Linked DNA regions of Sus scrofa: region 1 is linked to region 2. Evidence: chromatin contacts called from public HiChIP or PLAC-seq data. All regions are on one chromosome and are shown on one strand. Each heading gives the region's core, a stretch centred on a gene start, on an enhancer-like site or on the middle of the called end of the contact. The rest is flanking DNA. Distances are from core to core; before and after follow the strand shown.

Region 1 (5,651 bases), core at 239-2,738, 220 kb after region 2:
GAACTCAGTGTTGAATTTTTATGTTGGGTATGCAGCAGCAGCAAATGTAGTTAAATACACTTCAAAATCATAGAATCACAGAGGTAGAAAGAACCTTAGAACTTTTATCCACTATGAAAACTTTAGGTGTTCCCATTGTGACAGACATGGCTCAGATCGTGCATTACTGTGGTTGTAGCGTAGGCTGGCAGCTGTAGCTCCAATTTGACCCCTAGCCTGGAAACTTCTATATGTTGCACCTGTGGCCCTTGAAAGAAAGAAAAAGAGAAAAAGAAAGAAAGAAAGAAAGGAAGGAAGGAAGGAAGGAAGGAAGGAAGGAAGGAAGGAAGGAAGGAAAGAAAACTTTTTAAAGATGAAGAAAATTAAGTGAATTGCCTAAGATTATTGGTTTCTGGGAGAAACCCAGCCTAGACGAAAAAATCCAAGACCTTTCCATTAAGATTTTCTTTGTCTACAAAAGAATTTACAGATCTTTGTATATTCGTGTTACAAACTGTAACATTTCCCTTAAAAAATAAAAGTGAAAAAGAGGAATACATTGCTTCTTTCAGGTCAAAAAAAGAACATACATTCTGAAAATATTCTAAACACATTCTTTTCATTCACACATTCTTCAAACTCTAAAGTGATTGCGTTAATGATCTTTATTCCACAAATTAATCTAGAGCTTTGACACAGTCAAAATTTTTCCTTTCTAGTTTCCTCTATTCTTCCATTTAATATTAGGTTAACATTATGCAGTAACAATTTCCCTCTGACATGCCTATGCTAATTTCCAAGTTAAAGGATTTAGATTCTACTAATAGATTAAGATGTGTGATCGCAGCATAATACAGCACAGCAGAGATCTCAATGGTAAAGTAAAGTTAGTTTTAGTTACTCAGAATGAAAACTGTATCAACGACTCAAGCCCTTGTGGAAAATTTCTTATCTAAGACACTTCCCTACTACACTTAGGAAGTTTAAGTGCAGTTTTCATATCCAATTATGCCACTTTCAAATAATTACAAATCTTTATGAACATAAATAGTTGGCTACCTTTACATTGTGCTTCACCTTTAGATCCCATAATCTTTTGTCTACATTTCTATTTGTTTAGAATTCTTTCTAAGGTTCTGAGTGCCTGTGTCCAATTTCCTTTCTAGAATAGCTTTACATTACTCCTTCATCCCTAACCTGCCCAACTAGGTAGGAATGTATGTGTGCTCTTCCCACTGGTGCCTTAGCACTTTTGGTAAAAAAAATAATAATATTACTTACAGAGCTCTCCCCATGTGCCAAGCTAAAAACCCTTTACACACATCTGATAACAATTTTTAAAATATATTTGCCAATTCATGGTTATGTTTTGTCATTTGTCTCAAAGTACTTTTCAATTTCCTCTTTGATTTCATCACTGACCCAATAGTTTTTTAGTAAGATGTTGTGTAGTCCGCATATAGTGGTTTTCATGGGGTTTGGGGTTTTTTTTTCTCATTTCCCTTTTTATGGTTTATTTCTAGTTTCATGCTGAAGTGGTCAGAAAAGATGCATCAAATAGTTCCTATCCTCTTAAATTTCTTAAGGCTTGTTTTGCGTCCTGGTACGTCGTCTCCTAGAGAATGCTCCACGTTCACTTGAAAAAAAAAATGTATGCTCTGGGTTTTATGGATGAAATGTTCTAAAATTATCAATTGGGTCTAACTGACTGTGAAAACACAACCATACAAAAATCTATGGGACGTATCAAAAGCAGTCCTAAGAAGGAAGTTCATAGCAATATAGGCCTTCCTCAAAAAGCAAGAAAAATCTCAAGTAAACAACCTAACATACTACCTACAAGAATTAGAAAAAGAAGAACAAGTCTAAAGTCAGCAGAAAGAAGAAAATGATAATGATCTGAGAGTAAATAAGTAAAAGAGAAAAAACAATGGAAGAAATCAATATAACCAAGAGCTGGTTTTTTGAAAGGGTAAACAAAATTGACAAACCTCTGGCCAGGCTCACCAAGAAGAAAAGACAGAGGACTCAAACAAAACAACCAAACTGAAGAAATAAAAAAAAAAACTGTAAGAGAATAATTATGAACAATTATATGCCAACAAACTGGAAAACCTAAAAGAAGTGGGTGACTTTCTAGAAACATAAAACCCACCAAAACTGGGTTTGTTTGTTTGTTTTTCCTTTTTCAGCCACTTCTACAGCATATGTAAATTTCCAGGTCAGGGATTGAATCCAAGCCATAGCTGCAGCAACACCAGATCCTTAACCCACTGTGCCAGGATGGGGATCGAACTGGCAACACCACAGACAAACTGGATCATTAACCCGCTACACTCACAAGTCCACCAAAACTGAATCAAGAAGAAATAGGTAATTTGAACAAACCAATCACTAGAAATGAAATAGAATCTGTAATAAACAAACAGGTTAATAAATAAAACATCCCTGCAAACAAAAGTCCAAGATTGGATGGCTTCACTGGGGGATTCTGCCAAAAATACAAAGAACTTAACTCAAACTCTTCTAAAAGACTGGCAAGGAGGGAACACTCCCAAAATTATTCTATGAAGCCACCATCACTTTGATACAAAAACCAGACAAACACACTACCAAAAAAGAAAATTAAGGCCAATATCGTTGATGAATATAGAGGCAAAAATTCTAAACAAAATATAAGCAAATTGATTCCAACAACAAATAAAAAAGATGATATACCATGACCAAGTGGGATTCATCCCAGGGTCACAAGAATAGTTCAACATGGAAAAAACCAATCAATGTCATATACCACATCAACAAAAGAGAGGACAAAAACCGCATGATCATCTCAATAGATGCAGAAAAAGCATTTGATAAAATTCAACATCCATTCATGATAAAAACTCACCAAAGTAAGTAAAAGGAACATATCTCAACATAATAAAAGCCACTTATGATAAAACTATAGCCAACATATACTCAATGGTAAAAAGTCTAAAGCTTTCTCACTAAAATCTAGGACAAGACCAAGATGCGTACTTCAATGCTTCTATTCAATGTAGTATAGGAAGTCCTAGCCACAGCAATCAAACAAGAAAAAGAAATGAAAGGTATCCAAATTGGAAGAGAAGAGGTAAAACCGTCATTATATACAAATGACATACTATATATAAATAAAAACCCCTAGATGCCACACAAAAACTACTAGAACTGATAAATTCAACAAGGTAGCAGGATACAAGATTGACATACAGAAATCTGTTTCCCTATACTAATAATGAAATATCAAGAAAGGGAAAGAAAAAAAAACAATCTCTTTTAAAATCACATCCAACGTGATTTTAAACACACACACACACACAGGAATAAACCTGACCAAGGAAGTGAAAGACGTATATGCTGAGAAATATAAAACATTATAAAGAAAACTGAAGATGATTTAAAGAAATGTAAAGAAGAGTTCTCATTATAGCTCAGCAGTAACAAACCCAACTAGGATCCGTGAGGACACAAGTTCGATCCCTGGCCTTGCTCAGTGGGGAAGAATCCAGCATTGCTATGAGTTATGGAGTAAGTTGCAGACATGGCTTGGATCCCAAGTTGCTGTCGCTGTGGTGTAGGCTGGGGGCTACAGCCCTGGTTCAACCCCCAGCCTGGGAACTCCCATATGCCATGGGTGCGGCCCTAAAAAAAGACCAAAAAAAAAAAAAAAAAAAAAAAAAAAGATATGCCATGCTCTTGGAAAATGCATTTCCATTAATTGGAAAAATTGAATTAATATTGTTAAAATGGGCATAACACCCAAAACAATCCAGATTCATGCAATCCCTGTCAAATTACCCATGCCATTTTTCACAGAACTAGAACAAATAATCCTAAAATTTGTATGATACCATAAAAGACCCAGAATTGCCAAAGCAATCCTAAGGAAAAAGAACAAAGCAGGAAGCATAACTCTTCCACACTTCAGGCAATACTACAAAGCTACAGTAATCAAAACAGTGTGATACTGGCTGTTGATGGATCAATGGAACAGAAGAAAGAGCCCAGAAATAAACTCACACATCTACATTCAATTAATCTTCGACAAGGGAGATAAGAACATACAATGGAGAAAAGACAGTCTCTTCAGCAAGTGGTGTTTGGAAAGCTGGACAGCTACATGTAAATGAATGAAGTGAGAATACTCCCTCACACCATACACTAAAATAAACTCAAAATGGCTTAAAGACATAAATATAAGACAGGACAACATAAAAATCCTACAAGAGAACATAGGCAAAACATTCTCACATAAATTGTAGTGATGTTTTCTTAGGTTAGTCTCCCAAGGCAACAGCAATAAACGCAAAAATAAACAATTGTAATCTAATTAAATTTATAAGCTTTTTCACAGCAAAGGAAATCCTCAAGAAAACAAAAAGCCTATGGACTGGGAGAAAATATTTGCAAACAATGGGACTGACAAGGACTTAATTTCCAAAATATACAAACAACTCATATGGCTCAACAACAAAAAAAAATCCCAATCAAAAAACAGGCAGAAGACCTCATAGATAGTTCTCCAAAGGAGACACATCAATTGCTGACAGGAACATGAAAAGATGCTCAACTCCACTAATTATTAGAGAAATACAAATCAAAACTGCAATGAGGTACCATCTCACACTGGTCAGAATGGCCATGATTAAAAAGTCTACAAATAACAAATGCTGGATACAAATCTGCAAATAACGAATGCTGGAAAGGGTGTGAAGAAAAGGGAGCCCTTCAACACTGCTGATGGGAATGTAAAGTGCTGCAGCTACTGTGGAAAATAGTACGGAGGTTCCTTTAAAACTAAAAAAGGAGCTATCATATGACCCTGCAATCCCACTCCAGGGCACATATCCAGAGAAAATCACAATTCAAAAAGATGCATGCACCAGAATGTTCCTAGTACCCTATTTATAACACCCAAGACATGGAAGCAATCTCAATGTCCATTAATATAAATGGATAAAGAAGATGTGATATACATACACAATGAAATATTACTTAGGCATAAAAAAGAATGAAATAATGGCATTTGCAACAACATGGACAGACCTAGAGATTACCATACTAAGTGAAGTCAGATAAAGACAAATATATGACATCATTTTACATGGAATCTATGATACAAATGAACTTATTTACAAAACGGAAACGGACTCATAGACATAAAAAACAAACTTATGGTTACCTAAGGGGTAAGGATGGGAATAAACCAGGAGTTTAGGATTAGCAGATACAAACTACTATTTATAAAATAGATAAGCAACAAGGTCCTACTGTGTAGCACAGGAACTATGTTCAGTATCTTGTAATAACCTATAATGGAAAAGAATATGAAAAAGAATATATTTGTTATACACCTGAAACTAACCTAACACTGTTAATCAACTATACTTCAATTAAATTTACACACACACACACACACATTTGATAATCAAGTGACAGGATATAACTGTTTAGATTTGCATTTTCTTGCTTAACAAGAAACGTTAATAAGCTTACTGCCGATTCAGTGAATCTGTTCATATCCATGGCTCATTTTTCTTATTTAAAACACACTGTTTATGATTTGTACTTCCAAAAATTATTTATTAGGAGTTTCTGCCATGGCACAGTGGGTTAAATATCTAACTGAAGCAACTCAGATTGCTGTG
Region 2 (6,023 bases), core at 2,728-5,227:
TTAATGGCCTTTGGAAAGAATGGATCATGAATGAAATAGAAACTGGTGGGAAAAAAAACAGCTATTGGATTTTCTGTGTTTTCTTTTATCCTTGCTTTCTTTCATCGACTCAGATAATCAATAGTTGGCTTAAAGACTTTTAAATGAACTCTATAGCACGGAAGGCTTTGCAGCGATAATAGCAATATCATTATTCTCTTTACGTTCCCAAAGACTGGGTGAATTCCAGAGAGGTAAATATTGTCCACTCTCCATGTGGCTATGTTCCTGTTTTTTTTTTTTGTTTTTTTTTTGTTTGTTTTTTTTAATCTCCCCTCCCCAACCCCCAGATTAAAGGTAGCATTTATTTGTATGGGTTCAGATATGAACATCTGTTTGGCCACCAGTATTTTGTGATCCTGACCTGGCGATGTTTGGTATTACTGAAAGTTGGCAGGTTTGGTCTCGTCATCAGATTTGCTTCTTAATGTGCTGCTATATTTACAGTTCACCCAGAACAATCTGTGCCAAAGGTTTGCTTTTATCGGAACAGCTGCCGGATTTATACCACATCTCAAGGTTCTACTAGATGGGACAATAAAGTCATTCTTCAGTGTTTGCAGTACTTAGCCATCTTTCTGAGAGGTATTCTTTAAGGCATCCTGGCTGCGTGCCTCTCAAATTTCAGCCCCTCTTTTGGACCACCAGGCAGCCTAGAGCTTTTGAGCTTTGTCTTGGAAGTTCCTTCCATCAATCGGAATACTAAATTTACATTGTTAAGTTCCCTGGAGGTGTTAGGGCTCTGCATTCAGCAATTATTGTGAATCAGAACCTTAGCTAGGGTGAGTGCCAACATTCCAAGTGCTAGCACAATGGAAAAGAGAAGTGGTTTATATTAGAATATGGTCACATTCTTCTGATTAAACCCACTCAAAAAAGACAACATTGTAATATTTTCCAATGACTGTTTATCATGAATTACGTCAGCCTTCGTTTAAATTGCTATTATTTCTCCTTAATGCTTCTCGGTGCCTGCATTAATTTACAGCACTGGCAGCCTCGGGACCATGAAATAACCTTTCACAAGCAACACACAATAGTCAAGAGCATGGCGTTTGTGTTGTTAATTATTATAAGACTTCTTTAACTTTTACAAAGTGACATAAAATATTGTTGAGGTATTTATGGTTCAAGCTACTTTTACATGGATCTATTTTGCTTCTGGCTAGTTCTTAACTAAAGTAATCGTTTGTGGTTATTAGGCCGCCGGAGATATTATGTCAGAACTGGTTTAAGAGTATTATTATGTATCACATGTCATACACTACATGTCAGCACTTGAGGCTGTCTTTCAATAAAAACAAATGTAATTTTAGTTTGTACTCTTTTAGGGATTGGTGATTTGTAAGCTAACCTGAGTTCATTAGAAGGCGTCCCAATCCATGAGGGAGCCAGTCTCAGCCTTCCATCATTTGCTCTTGGTCTCTTTCCTGTGGATTTAAGATGTTTTCAAAACCAATTTTGGCAGAGGTCTAATTCAAAGTGAAGATTTGCTTCTGGGGAGCAACAGAATTAGCAAAGATTGGTTAATTGCCCATGATGGCTGAACTGGTTTTGATTCCCCCATTTTGTGGATTTTCTTATAGATTTCCTAAGCACTGGGTCTTCTGGGCATGAGAAGAGCATAGCCCAGAGAAGACCCTGCCTCACTGTTCAAAGAGGCTGCCCCCTAGAGGAGTTCTCTGGTGGCTCAGTGGGTTAAGGATCCGGCATTTTCACTGCTGTGGCTCTGGTTACTGCTGTGGTTCAGGGTTCAATCCCTGGCCTGGGAACTGGGAACTCCTGCATGCCACGGGATTGGCCAAAAGAACCCACAAAAACCTGGGAGTTCCTATTGTGGTGCAGAGGAAACGAATCAGACTACGAACCATAAGGTTGCCGGTTCCACCCCTGGCTTTGCTCAGTGGGTTAAGGATCTGGCGTTGCCGTGCGTTCTGGTGTAGGTCACATACACAGCTCAGATCTGGCGTGGCTGTGGCTGTGGCTGCGGCTGTGGTGCAGGCCAGTTAGCTGTAGCTCCGATTAGATCCCTAGCCTGGGAACCTCCATGTACTGTGGGTGCGGCCCTAAAAAGACAAAAAGACAAAAAGACAAAAAAAAAAAAAAAAAAAAAAAAGCCTAACTGGAGAAGCTGATAGTACAAAGAGACTTACCACCCCAATATTCAATAATCTGGAGAGAAGTCTTGGGTGAAGAGGGGTAGAAACAAAAAGGATGGGAACACATTTGAGTTTCCACAAAGCTACACTTCCAAGCAAACTTTGAATTAATATGTCACTCCCTGGGTTCCAAATACTATGCATATTTTCCAGTCCTTGCTTATTTAAAGCAAGAAAGGAAGGGCGTGCCAGAAAGTTTTACAAAGAATGAAAACACATTAATGACTCATGTGAACAATGACTGATTTTCTTAACATATAATTTCTTAATTACTGTCTACCAAAATAATTTGCATGATAATATTTCTCCCTCCCCTCCCCCATCTGTGTTTAAGAGTCATAAAATAGTGATCAAAGAGCCTATTTGATCAATAGTAGGGAAATAGAACTCCTTAATTCCTGGTGGATTGATGGGACTCTGACATTGGATATTCTTGAGAATAATCACCTCCAACACAATGGGCAAAATGAGCTTTCCAGTAAAACAAACAGCTTTTGAAAAGAGCTTGGGGGCATTTTCTTTAGCTTGATTTCAAGGAGGAAATTGTGACTTTTATGAAACTTGCATAAATTTACATGTATCCTGTCGGAGTTTTAAAATTAGACAACATGCCTGAATGCCCTGGAAATGAGTCTGCCATCCAGATTTAGAGTGTTTTTAGCTTTTTTAATTAAAGACATTTCACAAGCCAACCCCAGAGAAGAAGAGAATTAAAGCATTACATAAGAATGTAGCAAAGTTTGAGATTTAATGAGTGAATATTACCAATTTATAAAGGAGATAAAAGGTATGAAAGGAGCAGTTATTGGGAGGTGGGTTTTTTTTTTTTTTTTTGAATTTTTTTTTAAAATGTAAGAAGTGGAAGAAGTGAAAAGGCCAGGCTGCCATTTGCTGTAGCCCTCGTTCTGGAACTGGTTCAAAGCTCGCAAAACTGACTGTGGGGCTGTGAGGCTTGTTAATGAGCACTTGTGGCAGTGAACTGGGATCATGGGTTTGTCACATGAAAATATATATATATATATGTAAAACTCAGAAGATAGAAGAGGAAAGTTGTTGAGGCCATGTGGTTGTGAGAAACCCCAAACAATGGAAACCATCCAGAAGCCCATATTTAGGAGAATCAGTGCAAACCCTACAAATGCTCATTTTCAGTTCTTTAATAACTCCTGATAGTGTAATATAGTTATTGAAAATTATTTTTAGCTACACATGTTATACCGTTCAAAAAAACTTAGACTAAATACTGTCAGCCCATGTTTGCTTTCCTAGCATGTTATTCATTTATGGAGAAATTCAGAATGTAAAACATCTGGGAATTACGGTGTATGAGAAGTCATCTTTACAATGTGTATATTTCAGAACTTCTTTTGTGTATTTATTTAGAAATAGGGGAGAAATTCTGTAAACATGTTCTGGAATATACGTAGCATTTGAATATGAAAGAGAGCTGGCAGAACTGAAAACCCAAATTTCATTTTCTATAAATATTATTCTGTTGTAGGAATGGGTTTCTGAAATGAGAGAATTCAGATTATGATAAGGCAAATATCTCTCTTTGCCCTGGACTGGATTGTGTGAACTAGAAACGTCCATTCTGGCCTCTTCTGGGGTGTGATGCGATGTTTATGTCTCCATTAACAGATAGAGGAGTTAATTTACTTCAGCATTTTAAGGTTCAAGTTGGGGCGGTACAAAACTTACGGCATAGGTATAATAGAGTCTGGCCAGTGGGCTGATGGCTCCCTGGTTCTGTTAAACAGTGAGTCCATATACTTTATAGCCAGGCCTTTAAGAAACTGGCACCATCAGCACAATTACAGTAACTGGGAAATGACACAACAGAGAGAGGAGTCAGAGAAGGGAAGTTATTAATGATTTGTAATTTTCTCCTTTTGAGAGCAGTAGAAATAAGACCCAATCTTACCTACCTCTTTTCAATTCTTATACATTTCACATGCTGTAGTCATTTTAGTAGCTTGAAAGCCCCAGGGCAGTTTCCCCTGCACCATGTTCTCTAATCCTCTTCTTTTTCTGAAATATAATTAATTCATTGGGATATGGGCAGAGCTTATATCATTAAGTGTGTTGGTATAGTCCAGTGGGCTAGACCTTTGAGCTCTATAATCCTCCACACCGACTTTTTCAAGATTCTAAAACCCATTCTGTGGAGGAGGTTCTTTAGACAGCAGGTGGGTTTCCAGCTAAGGGGCGCTCTTGCTTTATTTTAACCCACTAGGGCATGGGGTCCTTTGAAAACCTCAGTGCTATACTTGTGCCTCACAGCCACCGTGATCCTTCATTTGTGGCTTTGACTCTGGGCTTAATATGATTCAAGGGCCATCATCAAAGGAATATTAAAATCAGTGTGTTTTCCACAGCAGATATTCCTGAGTCTAGTGACGAACTAAAATAACAGGAGCTGGGAGAAAACCTTCTGGCCAGGAAATTAACTCAGAATTTAAACAAAAAACAAACCTCCCAAATCCCTCAGTGTGAACAATCCACAGAGCTCTCCTATAACTAGAATACAAGGTTGAATTTGTTCATTAACAGGGCAGCCAAACCCATTGAACCAGTGTTACTAATTTACCATGTCTTTTCTTAAGAGTTTAGATGAGGTCTCTAGATCAAGGAAATACTGGAAACAAGCCAAGGAGACAGGCCTCTGTTGAACTTTTTCCCTTGCCTAGACTTTCAACACTCTGCAGAATGAATCCCACCCTTTCCCAAGTACCCAGTACGTTATGGCAGGACCTGGTGGATGACTCAGAGAAGACTGTTATGAGGATTTTAGCCCCTTGATGTTGGCCAGCTCATGCCCCTTACAATGAACCACCCTTATGTGTTCATTAAAGTACTTGTTAGCAGGTAGTTGAATATTTGAATGTAAAAAAAAAATGCCTGTTAAAGTATCCTTTAGTTCAGACTGTTGATGGATTTGTTTGCTCCTTAAATTTAAGTGAGGGATCTCTTCCCCAGTGCCTCTTTCAGCCATTGTTCAGAGTATGAAACTGAGCGGCCCTGAGAGAAATATTGCTGTCTTCAGAGTTCCATGTATATATCCATAAAGTCCTTTCCAGTCTACTTACACCAGCTAGACCAAATAGCATATTTATATACACACGGACAGGTCATTGCCACATTTTGAGGCATATTTTTATACCAGAAGAAGGAAATACTGAAGGAGGACAGAGAAGGCTTAGGTATGTGCACATTGTTTGGTACACTTGTGTTGACAATAGCCTTGAACCTGATGAGATTTTACGTCTTACTTCTAAGGGAAGGTACTCAGAGCAGCTGCTATTTACAGCCTACTGGGATTGGTGGAGTTGTGGGCAAAATCATCTATAGAATACAAAGCCATTAATTTCACAGACCCTAAACTTTTGGTTGGAGATGATGAGGGATTTGTGGGTAATTTTTCACACCAGTGCCCCCACTTCCCTTCTAAATCGTCACAGTAGCATTTAGCTGGTAAATATGATTTTCTTTGTTCCTCCAAGAGTCCTTTGAGATAGACTTTAAGGGAAATAACATGAGCCCATTTCACAAATGCAGAAACAGCATTGCTGAAACTCATGGGATAAAATATGTTTATGGAAGAGTCTGGAATAAACCAGTACCTGTGTTCTAGTGATGTTTCTCGCAGCCCTTGAAGTGAAGGCAGTGCTTTGAGCGTTGTGGTCTACTCATTTTTGGGAAACAGATGACAGGTATTCAGGAAATTTATCCCTAGGTTTCCATAATTCTTGGTCTGGTTTTTTTTGTTCATTCTGTTTTTTGTTAATTTAACTTTACAGAGTTATCTTATCTTGTATACAAGAA

What was found. HiChIP or PLAC-seq counts read pairs in DNA pulled down with a chosen protein or histone mark.
Region 1: a contact with region 2 is called in an H3K27ac HiChIP or PLAC-seq map of alveolar macrophages. The contact joins two enhancer-like sites. A contact is called at or near these places in 2 of 47 Hi-C or Micro-C datasets (mesenteric adipose tissue and skeletal muscle) and 2 of 2 datasets of contacts at active chromatin or transcription factors (alveolar macrophages and skeletal muscle).

The regions. Positions count from the first base shown.
Region 1 is chr14:65,741,708-65,747,358 of Sscrofa11.1, forward strand. The region is part of intron 4 of RTKN2 (rhotekin-2); the gene reads right to left. Among named protein-coding and RNA genes, the nearest start is that of MIR9836, 6.2 kb to the right of the region's middle. Within about 2 kb of position 1,489, at least 3 of the 83 cell types and tissues checked have an H3K27ac peak or open chromatin away from gene starts, as enhancers often do. A contact at or near this core is called in alveolar macrophages, where this site is marked.
Region 2 is chr14:65,521,029-65,527,051 of Sscrofa11.1, forward strand. All of the region lies in intron 4 of ARID5B (AT-rich interactive domain-containing protein 5B), which reads left to right. Among named protein-coding and RNA genes, the nearest start is that of ARID5B, 120 kb to the left of the region's middle. Within about 2 kb of position 3,978, at least 3 of the 83 cell types and tissues checked have an H3K27ac peak or open chromatin away from gene starts, as enhancers often do. A contact at or near this core is called in alveolar macrophages, where this site is marked.